Linked DNA regions of Mus musculus: all the other regions are linked to region 2. Evidence: chromatin contacts called from public promoter capture Hi-C data. All regions are on one chromosome and are shown on one strand. The core of a region is the stretch at or near the end of the contact, and the rest is flanking DNA. Distances in the headings are between cores, read along the strand shown.

Region 1 (4,453 bases), core at 774-3,273, 2.3 Mb after region 2:
CTGAGCATATGTAGATTTTTTTTCTCATTCCTTAAACAATACAGTCTAAGCTTGGACTTGGGGGTGGATACCTATAATATCAGTCAATACTCAGGATGCAGAGGTAAGAGGATTCTGAATCCAAGACCACCTGACCTATATAGTGAGGCCTGGCTAACAAGCATCTCTACTGCGTTTAGCTTATACGGAGAATTACAAGCGATCTAGAGGAGCTGGTGTATACAGAAGGATGTGTACAGGTTGTATGCAAACATTATATCAGTGTATTTAAGGGATTCAAGAAGCTGTGGGTTTTAGATCCGTGGGAGGTCTTGGAGCCAATCCCACAGGGATGCCAAAGTCTCTGTACAGTAGTGAGAGACAATAACTGCATATTAAATAAGCCACAGGATCCCAAGACTGAAAATTATAGAGGCCTGATGAAACACAAAATCTACAAAGCCCAATTTAGAACAGATCTGTGAAGTGTCTGTCTAAGCAATGACCTTCAAACGCTTACTGCAACTCGAATGCAAAAAAAACAACAACAACAACAACAACAACAAACAAACAAAAAACCAAACCGAAAACAAAGACTGCTAAGACCCCAGCCCCCCCATGGACGTCCTGGATAAAGAACTCAGGTTCTCCAGGCAATCCACCCTTGCCACACAGGGGACACCTGTATTATCTAGTTATTTCGCTAGTGCTGCTTTTGACCCACTACAGTGATTTTACTTCCTGCCTGTGAGTCACAGGTAAGATGTGACAGTTTTTAAAACATGGATCTAGTCCAAGTTTCTTCCCTAATCTCCAAGCAAGGTGATTTATAAAGATTTCACACAACTAAGCCATGAAAATGGGTTTAGGCTTAGAAGGAATTTAGGGTCACAGTTTCCTTTCTGTCTATGTCCTCTGGAGCAGGGTGTAGGGTGAGTAATGGGAGGCAGGAGCCCCAATTTCCTTCTCAAAATAAAAGAACAAAAAATGTGCCCAGGGCCTCCGAGGAGACCTGGACCCCAGGGACAGGGGGTGCTGGGGCAGGGGGGATGCAGGCATCTTGGCTGGAAAGCCAGTTGGCATGTGCACACATGTGCCCTCGGAGCTGTTGCTATGTAGGAGGGGACAGGGGATGCTGGGATTGGGGCGGGGGGGAGGAATGCAGATATCTATGTAGGAGGGGACAGGGGACACTAGGGCAGGAGGGGGATGCAGGCGTCTCGGCTGGAAAGCCAGGTGGCAGGTGCACGCACGTGCCCTCGGAGCTGTTACTGTTGGTGCTCCCATCGGTAGACTCCCGGCTGCCCTGGCGGGTTACACGGCTCCGCATCTCCACTGCAATGCCAGTCTCTGTGCTCCGTCGGATGTTGCTTCGAAGCTTCTTGGTGGCCCCTTCTGGGGTTCCCATCCCAAGGAGAGAGAGGGGGGAAAAGGTCAAAACATGGCCTAGGCTTCTTGAAGAGTGCTACCAAAGAGATTCTCTGAACAGAGGCAGGTGGGGATCTGCCAAGGCTGGGACACCACTGAGCTGACCCCAAAGCTGCCCAGGGACATAGAAGTTCAACTGGAAGTAAACAGCCCTGTAGTCTTGGGGCCCTCACCATTCACTAGGCTCCCCCTCTCTACCTTCCCATTCTGTTTCATCTTGAACCCCAAAACTTAAGACTTGCTTCTTCCTCTCACTTCTGGAAAGTTTGTTCTAGGATTTCCGGGTTTACTTTCTCTTCTAGATATCTGACCAGACTCCAAAGCCCTCTGCTGCGCCACTACAAGTCTGGCCATTTGAAACTTGTTTTCTCAAGTAAGCCTGCTGGAGAGCATCATGAATGTAAGGTCAGAGTCGGGTAACTAGCTTCACCAGGACTGATGTTGGATTTGAGAAGGTCCACAGAAGAACCTCCCCAGCCCCCCCGACACACACACACACACACACACACCCTGTCTCTGTAGCTTCTGCTCAGGGGCCCCAGCCCCGCACCCCCCTCAGCCTGGCAGGAAACACAGGGCACTTTCCCTCTCTGAGTAGCACACCAGCCTGCCTGGGTTTCCATGGCAACCTTCTTAGCATTGCAGTGTGGTCCCTCTAGACAGCTCTCCTCCTGGGCGGGGGTGGGGCTGGGGGAAGACAGGCTGGGGTTTTTGCAGGGACTCCCCTGCTAAAGCTTGATGGCTGAGCAACTTGATGGGGAGGGAAGTGGCACTCAGATAGGGACTGTACCAAATGGGCCATTTGCTGCCACCAGTTACAGGCCCAAGAAAACTGTTAGTGGAGTGGCCAACAAGCATGCCTAGGGCAGAGTAGCAGCACACGCATCCCGGAAGGCAGCCAATGGGCTATGGAGGGAACAGTCAAGTCCCCAGCCTAGGAAAGGGAGGTTTTGCCCCACTTACCCTTCAGGAAGTCCCCACTGAATGAGAGAAGGCCAAGGGGGCAAACTCTAGCAGATAGGGTGGTGGAGGGGAGGCAAAGAGAACAGGACAGTGTGCCAAGGAATATGGCTTCTAAACTCAATGTGGCCTATCTAGTCTAGATAGCTAGAATAGCCAGCACATCCAGGAACCATTCTCACACACACACACACACACACACACACACACACAGAGTCATTTTAGCTTGGACAGATTTTTCTTACACACGCATAAGACAGACACACAGGAGTGCTGACTATCATATATGTGAATAACTTCATGTATGATATCATGTGTCTGTATATACACAGTCACACAGGCCCTCCAGGTCTTGCATGGATAGAGTGTGCACTGTCAAACAGGTTGTATATATATGATCTTTAACATCTAGAATTGAGCCCATCTACTCACTACACATGATGTCCACCCACCCATGTCGTGTGACCTGCCATGGGACTCTGTCCCTGACTCCTAACTGCCGACTCCCCTCTAACTCAGAAGACAGATGGCCATGGGGGCTGAAAGTCACCCTGCCTCCCCCTCACATCCTCACCCCCTCAACACACATTCTTTTGGAGCCTGGGAAAGCTCTGACCCATTTGAAAGTGAAATCACCTTCTTAGATAAGACTTGCCCAACCCAGTGTGAGTACCCATGAGTGGGGGACTCCTGGAGGGTCGGAGATATGTACTTCTCTAGGCCCCTCCATCACTTCAGTGAGGAGGAGTCTGGGTTCTGATGCTAAAGAGCTGGAGCTAGCCAGGAGGCCCTCAGACTGCCTGTCTGCTGACATGCCACCCCCCTCCTTTCCCATTACTTCCTCTCTTGGAGGTGTGACTCAGCAGAGATTAAACTCGGGCTTCTTCAGTTCGAGGGGGAAAGGTCTTGCAAACTCAGAGCGAAATCCTCCCACTGGCTTCGTTCCCATTTAGCCTAGGCCCCTGCTGAACCAGGGAATAACTATGGTGCTCCCTCTAGAAAACCAGACCAAATGGTTGCAATAATTCAGTGTTCCCTGGAGAAAGCTTCCAGGAGCCATTCTCTCTGTGCCATCACATACAAAAGATGGGCAGCCATGGCCTGCAGCTACACTCTGCCATCTTCCACAAGTCTCAAGCCCCTGACTCAGCCAGCACAGGAAGGAAGGGCTCTGTCCTTGGTACTGGACATTTAGAAGGGGGTTGCTTCAGCCCAGCATGACCCTCTGTGGATCTGCCTGATTAATGTCTGGTCAGATTTTACATAGGTCCTAGGATCCCCAAACTCCTCACCCTTCATTGTTCCCACAATTCGGTGAACTGACAGATCTCAGAAGAAGTTGGGAGAGGGCATTGTTAGCTCCATTTTGCTGAAGAGGAAACAGCCCTGACTGGAAAGTGACTTTCTGACAATTCCACAGAAAGCTATGGAGCCAGAACTAGCCCTCTAAAGCACAGAGTGGGATTTTAGAGATCTGCATTAGGGAAGCATAGTGATAAACTACAAGAGGGCAGACAGGCAGGGGACCAGAGGGACTGGTGTGACAGACTAGACATTACATTACATGAGCTGGGCTCAGGAACAAATAGGATCAGGCAGGGCTACAGCCAGCATAGGCTACTCATGAACTGGGAGGGTGGGGTTCTTGCAAGAGACGATCCAGAGCCCCAAAGGCTAGGCTGAGGAAAAGAATCCCTCCTCATAGCCAAGTTCTACAGGCAATCAAGCCATTCTACTTAGGGCAACAGGGGTCCCCTTCTGGGATCTTTTCTCAGAGCAGCAATCCCTGGGGCAATGTCCATGGCGAGGTGACCACATACTTGTCTGATTCTCCCATCCAGGAGGATGCTGCAGGCTGAGGCACTGGCATACTCAGAGTTTGTACATGCATTCGTGCATGTGCATGAATGCACGCACGCAGGCACGCACACACGCGCGCGCGCGCGCACACACACACACACACAGAGAGAGAGAGAGAGAGAGAGAGAGAGAGAGAGAAAGAGAGAGAGAATGAGAATAAAAATAAACCTTAAAAAAGTATTAACACTTTGCCGAGCGTCTCCCACGTGCCAGTCACAGGAGGCTG
Region 2 (3,933 bases), core at 1,118-3,617:
GACACAAGCTGCAACCTGCCTTCATTCCTTCCCTGAAACATTCTTCCTTGCAACCAGCCCTTTCCCAGATGAGCAGTGGTCAGGCAGCAGCATGAACTCAAACCTGTGGGCACAGGCAGACCTTGTGAGGCTATGGTGTGGAACCCTCACCCATGCACTGTCTTCTGACACTGATCTAATGATCTAGGACTCCAGGGGAGAGTCTCCAGGTCTTTCTGCCCCTAAGCAAGCTTTCCCCCTTCCAATGGGACTTAGACAATTTCTGAGCATCTTGGATAGGGGGAAAGGTTCCTGATTCTTATTGTTTCTAAGTCTGTCTTCTGGAAGTTTTTCTCCTGTGCCTGCTGCACCTGAGCATCCCGCAGAAGCTTGGAGGCAGAGCCTAGGCTATAGTCACGCTCAGTGAATGTCACTTAGATTATGAGAGAAGAGCAACATGCCCTTCCTCTTGGTACTATGTCACACTGTTTTGTTTGTCTGTGATCTCCTATCAAGCCTACTTCAAAGACAATAGAACTCAGAGTCAGGGAAGAGAAAGGTTCACCCAAGGTCAACTGGAGCCCATCAGCTACAAAGCAAAGACCAGCGCCTATGTGGGTGCGTGCTCTGTTGAAGTCGTACCTTCTGGAGGGCTATGCTTCACTTGAGGAGGTACTCCTTGCTTCAAAAATCTCTGCCCCCTCCTCTGTGCTCAGAGGCTTCTTCTAGGGGGTCCGGGGTTAGGGGGTTCAAGTGGAGAGATGACAGTAAAAAGTAGGAGGGACTGAAGGAGGCAATAATCCCACACCCTCGCCTAGCTTCAGAGAAGCTGGTGCTGAAGCGGTTGCCATGGTGACAACAGCTCCCTGGTCAGGAGATTTTTCTCTTTCCCTCTCCTCCCTTTGCTCTTCCACAAGCAGCAGCAATGGCAGTAACAACCAGGTCTTGTTCCTCCCCTTCATAATAAAAGGCAAAAGTGACTCATACAAGGTGAGCTGTGTTGACCACCTATAATTTGGAGCTTTCATGCCAGGGTGGCCTGGTGGTCTGGAAAGGCCCCTAAGAGAATGAGGCTGTAGGATATGTAGGAGGGAGTAGCCTGAACCTTGGCCTGAGTGAAAAGGATGTCCCTACAGTGATGGATGGGGCCTCTCAGGTCTCCTCTGAGAAATATCCTAATGGTTTGAACAGGGCTTTGTTCTCCTGTAATCAGCTGTGGAACCAGAATATGTCAGACCTGGAAGGCTACTCAAGACCATCTCATCGAACCCTCCTCTGTCCTGCTCTTTGCCTATCTCATGAAGAATCTGAGAGGGAAAAGCCTTGGCTAAAGTCAAGCAGAGATCGAGGCGAAGGCAAGGCTTGCACTCTTCTGCTTTCTCATTCAGACATAGGGAAAGGAGAAAATGAGCCCACATGGACTCATCTTTGGCTTCATCTCTGCAAACAACAGGAAGCCGAGAGAGGGAGCAACAGGCACAAAAGGAACAGAGAAGACCGGGTTACAGAGAGAGGACCTGGTGCGTTCCTGTGTGAGGGATGATGAGGTTTAAAGGCTAGAGCTATGGGGTGGTCTTCTGGGAGGAGCAACCCTGGTTTATGCTCCAAGCAAGATAAAGGAAGAAGAGTGTGGAACCCCTGTCTAGTTGGGAGGCTACTAGAAGGGAGATGGTGAATGGGTCTGGAGTAGGAGCCTCAGGGGTCTTCATCCTTTCCTTAGGTATGCTGTGAGCTGTCAGCATAAGGGGCAGAGAGAGTGTAGTCAGAGAATGAATTTGCTATCGAGGTCTTTTGGGGAACAAGACCCTGAGATGGGAATGACAGTGAACTATTGGTGTCGGTGTGGGCTACCTCCAAGTAGAGGTTTCCATGAGGCTTGGTTCTAGAGGCAAGAGAACACAGGGTGACTGAAACCTCTCTTCTAGCACCAGTGACACCACACACCCCCAAGTAAGAGTGTGTGTGTGTGTGTGTGTGTGTGTGCGCGCGCGTGCGCGTGTGTTTGCACTGGAGCCAGAGGAATGGTTGTTCTTACCTGAGCTGGGGGTAAGGAGGCAGCTGTACCTCCTTCTTGAACTGGAGACCCGGCTTGAAGTGAAAGTTCCTGGCCCAAGGCGGGCTTCCCAGATGGCTGTCCACCTATGACAGACCCAGGGTCAGAAAGATGGATCTGAGCAGATGAGGATGGGAGTGGAAGGCGGAGGAGGAGGGGCTCAGGGCCTCCGCCCCGCGAGGTTGCTTCTAGGGCCCGGCCCCACCCTCATTACCTGAGGCCGCTCGCCGAGTCGCTAGATGGCTCCGAGCTTGGGCGGCCGCGGGGACAAGGCTGGCTATCAGGCGGACGACAGGCTCTGTAGGGTCCGCGTCGGAGCCGCCTCCCCAGTTCTTGTATCACTATTTGCTTCTCGAAGGCGACACGATTTGCATAAGACCCGCCTCCTCTCAGCAACTTTGGACATCGATTGGTTCGGCTGGCACCGAGTGACAGGCAGGGTTTCAGGTGGGGATGGGGTGGCCTGTGAGTCTAGGCTACCACAAGAGCGCGCCCCGCCCGTCCGCCCGCGCTGACCTTCCCGGAGTCGCCAGGATTGTAGAGGGCTGTACCCCCATCTGTTCCTCAACCCTGAGGCTCAGAGCCTGGGTCACAGTTTGGAGCGAAAAGTACCGATGATTAAAGTGGATTCGCAAAAAACAACCGCACCGTTGCTATGGGAACAGAAGAACCACAGTTGAATTTCTAAGCCTTCTCTTCCTGGGCCCCAGCGGGGGTGGGGGTAAGATAGGGGGTGATTCATAAGATGCGACCCCGTCTCTTGTCCTGCCCGTACCTGGAGGGGATCAATGAGGAGCTGCGGAGTGGCAAGGTGGAAAAGGGGAGATGGGGTGGTCAAGAACTCGCGGCTTTGCACCAGTGCCCCTCCACACCCACTCCTCTCCCGCCGTTTAGCAGAGGGGAGGGTGGGTGCGGCACGAGCTGGGTGGATGTGGAAGTATCCTCTACCTAGACACACGAGGGCGTGGGCTCCCTCCAGCCACCCCCACAACTCTAAGTCAGATCTCTTGTCAGGCTCTATCCTTACTTCTCGAGGACCCCTAAAAAGACTTGTTGGTTCTCCTCCAGAAGGAGCCTTTACAGTACGCCAAGCATTGCTCCATTCCCCACCCTCCCGCATTCCCGTCGCTTAGATGGAGCCGGTTCCCAGCCGCCGCCAGTCTCCGGCCTCGGATGTTGACACAAACCAGAGGCGGTTTACACTGAACGGGTCTGGAAGGTTTCAGGGAGGCGAAAACACCTCCTTTCCGCACTTGGGGGTCTCGTCACAGCCCGCTCAGTCGCCACGGATGTACTGGTGTCTGAGAGCTCACAACCCAAGGTGGTGGGAAAGAGCTCTAACGCCAAACTCAGGGCGAAAGGGGAGCAGAGATCCCTGGGCTGGGCCACGTGCGGAGGAGGGACTTCAAGGGATCTACCAAAAGTGGGGGCGGGACGCGTGGGGGATTGGTTAAATGGGATTGCAGATGCAGAAGAGGCCGGATTTCTGTCCAGGCAGCAAATGGTGGAGATGAGCGCTGTTTGGGGGACTAAGGACAGGCAAAGAACCGGTTTTTGGAGATTTGGTCTTAGAAACTCCCAAACAAAGCACAGCCAGGGGAAACCAGTAGGACCCGCGTCTTCCTTATGAGAGCTATCCATTTCCTCTTAAGCCAGTTGCGCTGTCCCGTTCTAGCAGCTGGATATGCCTTCTCTCTGGGGTTGCAGCATACGGTTGGGAGCTCCGTGTTCGAGTCAAAGAGGAGATACATCCATGGCATCTTTGGTTGGTGACTCATGAAGTTCCTTAAAAGCCTTAAGTCCTTCTCGGGTACCTTCCGTGCTTTAAACCCTCAAGTGGTAAGCAAGAGTGCTTGGTTACAGTTAACTATAACCCAACGTGCAGGGAAGTGAGGAGAATA
Region 3 (4,040 bases), core at 1,216-3,715, 2.4 Mb after region 2:
ACAGCTGTTTGCTCAGAAAAGTGTCTTAGTCACTAAAGCCTGCTGTGGGGAAAGTCCGTTCTCTGTCATGTCCTGGGAATCCGGATGGGCACAGGAAGGCCACTGAGTAACACTCAAGAGTAGCCACCTGTCCTCTCTGGACTCTCCTCTGCCTCCTACACACACACACACACACACACACACACACAAACACACACACACACACACCACACCCTAGGAAGAACTCTCTCTTGTCTCCCTCCTCTTACTATCAATGCACATGACCCTCCACGAGGTGCTGACCTTCAAAGATAGCCTCTGGGACCTCTGTAGGTGCTTCTGAAATCTAGCTTCCATCCCAACAGGAACTACAGTTCTCTTACCTTCCCCCAGCCTTGGATGGGGTAATATAGGCCATGAACTGGAAAAAATGACGAGGACCCTCTCCTGCGGAGTTCCATTCACAGAGAGAAGGGAAGCTTGGCAATCACCCACACGAGAAGGGGAGCATGGGTTCATAGGTGGCACTCAACTGGAGGATCAGATTTCCCAGAACAGACCCAATTTTAGATATCCCAAGTGCTGATAAGGGCAACCTGAATTCAAGTTCCGTTTCAGCTAAGATCAAAGCCTCAAAAGACCCCAGCAGCCACTTTCCGTTGTGTAATTTGAATTCTTGACTTGAGTCCCATCCCTGGGCCTCTGATTGAGAACTTGCAGTTTACCAGTCAGGAGAGACAATGCCATATATGGGGTGGGGGATATACGGGCTTCAGCTTATAGGGAGAAGATAGCTATATCTAGCCCTGGCACTTGCAACCATAGTGCGCACCCCCCCCCCGCCCCCAAGTCTAGAAACCTTCAGTTCTCAGTAGGTCAGGGCATGACCTATGCAGGAGCACTGCGCACTCCCAGCACCAGCAGCAGTGGGAGAGATTCAGGTCAGACCCCAGAATGCATCCCAGCTGGGCAGGAGGGTAAGGGTCGCTAGGGGTTGGGGTACAGGCTGCCAAAGGTAGCTTGGGAACTTCGAATCCTACCCACCCTCACGGTCCATAGCCCTCCCTCCAGCCCTCCCGCTCTGGCGCTCAGCAGATCAATGCTGCCTTTGCTGACAGCTGAGAATCGAGCTTGCAGCCCGCCCCCCCCTTCCAGCTAGCTGTGTCCCCCGAGATCCTCCCCGAGGAGTGAAGAAGAGTTTGCTGCGGAAGCGCTTCACCCTGGGGCAGGGCCTGCGGAGGGAGCGGGAGCGTCTGGTTTGGCCATCGCTTTAGGCTGGGGAAGAAGGAAGGAGGGCCAGCAAACCCGAATCATCACCTAGTACACGGTCAGGAGGGCGAGGGAAAAGGGGCCAGACAGCTCACAGCGGAGACGGAGGTCAGGCACCGAGAACTTTTTGCTGGAGAGGGGTGCTCCTAGAGAAAGTCCTGGTGGGGTGCTATAGGCCTTTGGGAGTGCTCTGTCCGTTCCCCTAATACTGGCCCCTAGTACGTTTATTTCTATACTTCTATCTGCCCTAAACAAGCTTTTCTGGGCTAGAGTGGGAGAAGGGGGTGGCGGGTGTGAATCCCACGGAGCGGAGATGGAGTGGGGAGATGAGGGCAGGTACGTAATCAGGGAGGGAGCGTCCCCTCTGCTCAGGGTGATCAACTGGGGTCTCCTCCTTCATCAACAAGACGGGAGGAGAGACGCATCTGGGCACAACTGTGAGCTACACCACCCCACACATCTCTCGATAGCTGTAGGGCACCGGGCCCTTCAAGTAACAACAGCAGGAGGAACGGAAGCTGCTGTCCCAACTTCACTCGGCCCTCAGCGCATTTTAAACACCCTGCACTAGAAACCGAGGGCACGACCCGACGGGCACACCTCCTCGCTTACATTACCCATCGCGCTGTACTGCCCGGTTCTGCACACTCTTCTGTACTCTCATCCATCTATCTATCCACCCACCCACCCACCCACCCATCCATCCATCCATCCACCCACTCACTCTGAACCCACGCAGACCCACGGCTGGCTAGCCAACTCTCACAAGTAGGCACTTCTCTGGACACAAACACCTCCACTCTACAATGTAAGTGTCCCTCGAGCTACCGCGGCCACAACTCCACACTCCACGCTCCACTTTCCACAACCACTCACCAGGCGTCCCAACCTCCCTCCCCAGAGCGGGCCACCAGGGCCACACCACTCGTACACGCCCGGCCTCGGGGCCCGGCGCGCTGCCCGCGCCACGCGCTCGGGGCCGGGACACACCGACTGGGCGGACCGCGCGCCCTGCTCCGCCGCGTCCGACCCGGGTCCCCCTCCCGGTGCTCTTCTCTCTCGCTCCCTCCCCGATTTGGGAAGGCGGCCGCGGGGCGGGCGGGGGAGGGGCGGGGCGGGGCGGGGGAGGGTGACATGTGAGCGGCGCGCCGGCGGCAGGTGGAAAGGCGAGCGGCATGGAGCGCGTAATAAGAGAGTTGGAGTCGGAAAGAGCCGCCCCAGTCGCCGGGGAAGCGGGCGGTCAGTACGGGCTCCCGCGGCCCCGAGGCTCCGAGCGACCGCCTCCGGACCCCGCACGGACCCGGCCTGGTCCCTAGCCCCCGCCGCCTGCGTGCGCGCCCAGGGTCGCCTCGCCGGCCCGGGGTTCGAGCCATGCGACTCTGAGCCGCCCGAGCGCGCCCCCGCCCCGCAACGCCCCGGTCCCCCGTCCGGCGCCGCCCATGGCCGAGGCCCCCCCGCGCCGCCTCGGCCTGGGCCCCCCGCCCGGGGACGCCCCCCGCGCGGAGTTGGTGGCGCTCACGGCCGTGCAGAGTGAACAGGGCGAGGCGGGCGGGGGCGGCTCTCCGCGTCGCCTCGGCCTTCTGGGCAGCCCCCTGCCGCCGGGCGCGCCCCTCCCTGGGCCGGGCTCCGGCTCGGGCTCCGCCTGCGGCGGCCAGCGCTCCTCCGCCGCGCAGAAGCGCTACCGCCGCCTGCAGAACTGGGTCTACAACGTGCTGGAGCGGCCCCGCGGGTGGGCCTTCGTCTACCACGTCTTCATGTAAGTTGGAGCCCCCGCACCCCTTGACGTGCCCCGGCTCTGACCCCGCATGAGCCAGACTCCTTGGGGACCGCCACCCCGCGCTGGCTCCACCTCTCTATCCTATTGCCCCGGGGCAGACCCTCACTCAGTTCCCCTCTTGGGCCTGTGCCCCCTTTTCGGTCTCCCAGCCTGACCTAACCCCTGATCTCCCAGCCTTGACCCCTGTTGCCCTGGCGTCTAACCTCTTCTGCCTGCTCTCCTTACTTTCATCCTGATCGCAGAGCCCCACTGCTCTGATCCGTCATTCAGCTTCTTGCTCTTCTCTGCTTTACCAAGTCCGAAGCCGCTAAAGTGGGACTCTCCTTATCTTTTGTTCACCTCACCCTCCCTGTGTCCCAGACACAGAAGACCCTAGCCCCTACATTATTTTTCTCCCCTCAGGCTCTGTAGTTATGTTGTGCTCCCACCTGGTCCCCTTGGAGATTTCTCTCTTCAGAGACAGGCTGTACCCAGATCAGGGCTGTCTAGGGTCCCTATGGCTCTGACAGGCCTGTGTGCTGTTTCCAACTTTATCCGTGTCTTCTTTAGTCTTGCTCCGCACCCTCAACTTCGAAGTACCCAAGGCAGCAGGCTGCCCTGCCTGCCCTGCCCTGTCCTGCCTTGCCCTGAAGGCTGGGCCCAGCTCTCCTGCCTTGCTGGCCAGCTGTACTAGGCCTGGCTCTGAGCATGGGGAAAAAGAAAGAAGAGAGGGGTATGTTTGGAAACAATGCCGCTGTGGGGCCCCTCCTCCTCTCAGCAGGCTCCTACAACTTTCAAAACACTGACCCCTCTTGGATGTAGAGAGTGAATTTTGGCAGCTCGGAAGGCAGTCTTGGGGGAAGGCCTGGTCGGACCAGGAACATGAGAGGCCCAGGCCATATCGGTTAAAGGGCTGGGCCTGGTGCTGAGATGCTGAGAAGTGCCTGGGAGAGACAATGAGCTGCTCTTACCACTGCCTGCTCCAGGGTCTCCAGGGCAGCCCGCTTTGTCCACCTGATAGTCACTTGACAATCTG

Evidence for each region. Promoter capture Hi-C pulls out the DNA fragments that hold promoters and counts their contacts.
Region 1: a promoter capture Hi-C map of hippocampal neurons shows a contact between it and region 2, with 2.3 times the contacts expected there. The contact joins the enhancer-like site here to the promoter of Hpcal4 in region 2. A contact is called at or near these places in 7 of 39 promoter capture datasets (the 3T3-L1 cell line, the C10 cell line, cranial neural crest and 3 more) and 1 of 9 other capture datasets (embryonic stem cells).
Region 3: a promoter capture Hi-C map of liver shows a contact between it and region 2, with 2.8 times the contacts expected there. The contact joins the promoter of Kcnq4 here to the promoter of Hpcal4 in region 2. A contact is called at or near these places in 8 of 39 promoter capture datasets (cranial neural crest, embryonic stem cells, hippocampal neurons and 3 more) and 1 of 9 other capture datasets (embryonic stem cells).

The regions. Positions count from the first base shown.
Region 1 is chr4:120,879,996-120,884,448 of GRCm38.p6, reverse strand. Rims3 (regulating synaptic membrane exocytosis 3) reads right to left here. Exons shown (of 8, transcript NM_182929.3): 4 at 1,233-1,374. Among named protein-coding and RNA genes, the nearest start is that of Rims3, 27 kb to the right of the region's middle. Within about 2 kb of position 2,023, at least 78 of the 459 cell types and tissues checked have an H3K27ac peak or open chromatin away from gene starts, as enhancers often do. A contact at or near this core is called in hippocampal neurons, where this site is marked.
Region 2 is chr4:123,181,938-123,185,870 of GRCm38.p6, reverse strand. Hpcal4 (hippocalcin-like 4) reads right to left here and starts at 2,367. Exons shown (of 5, transcript NM_174998.4): 1 at 2,247-2,367; 2 at 2,015-2,118.
Region 3 is chr4:120,745,824-120,749,863 of GRCm38.p6, reverse strand. Kcnq4 (potassium voltage-gated channel, subfamily Q, member 4) reads left to right here and starts at 2,465. Exons shown (of 14, transcript NM_001081142.3): 1 at 2,465-3,004. The coding sequence starts at 2,688.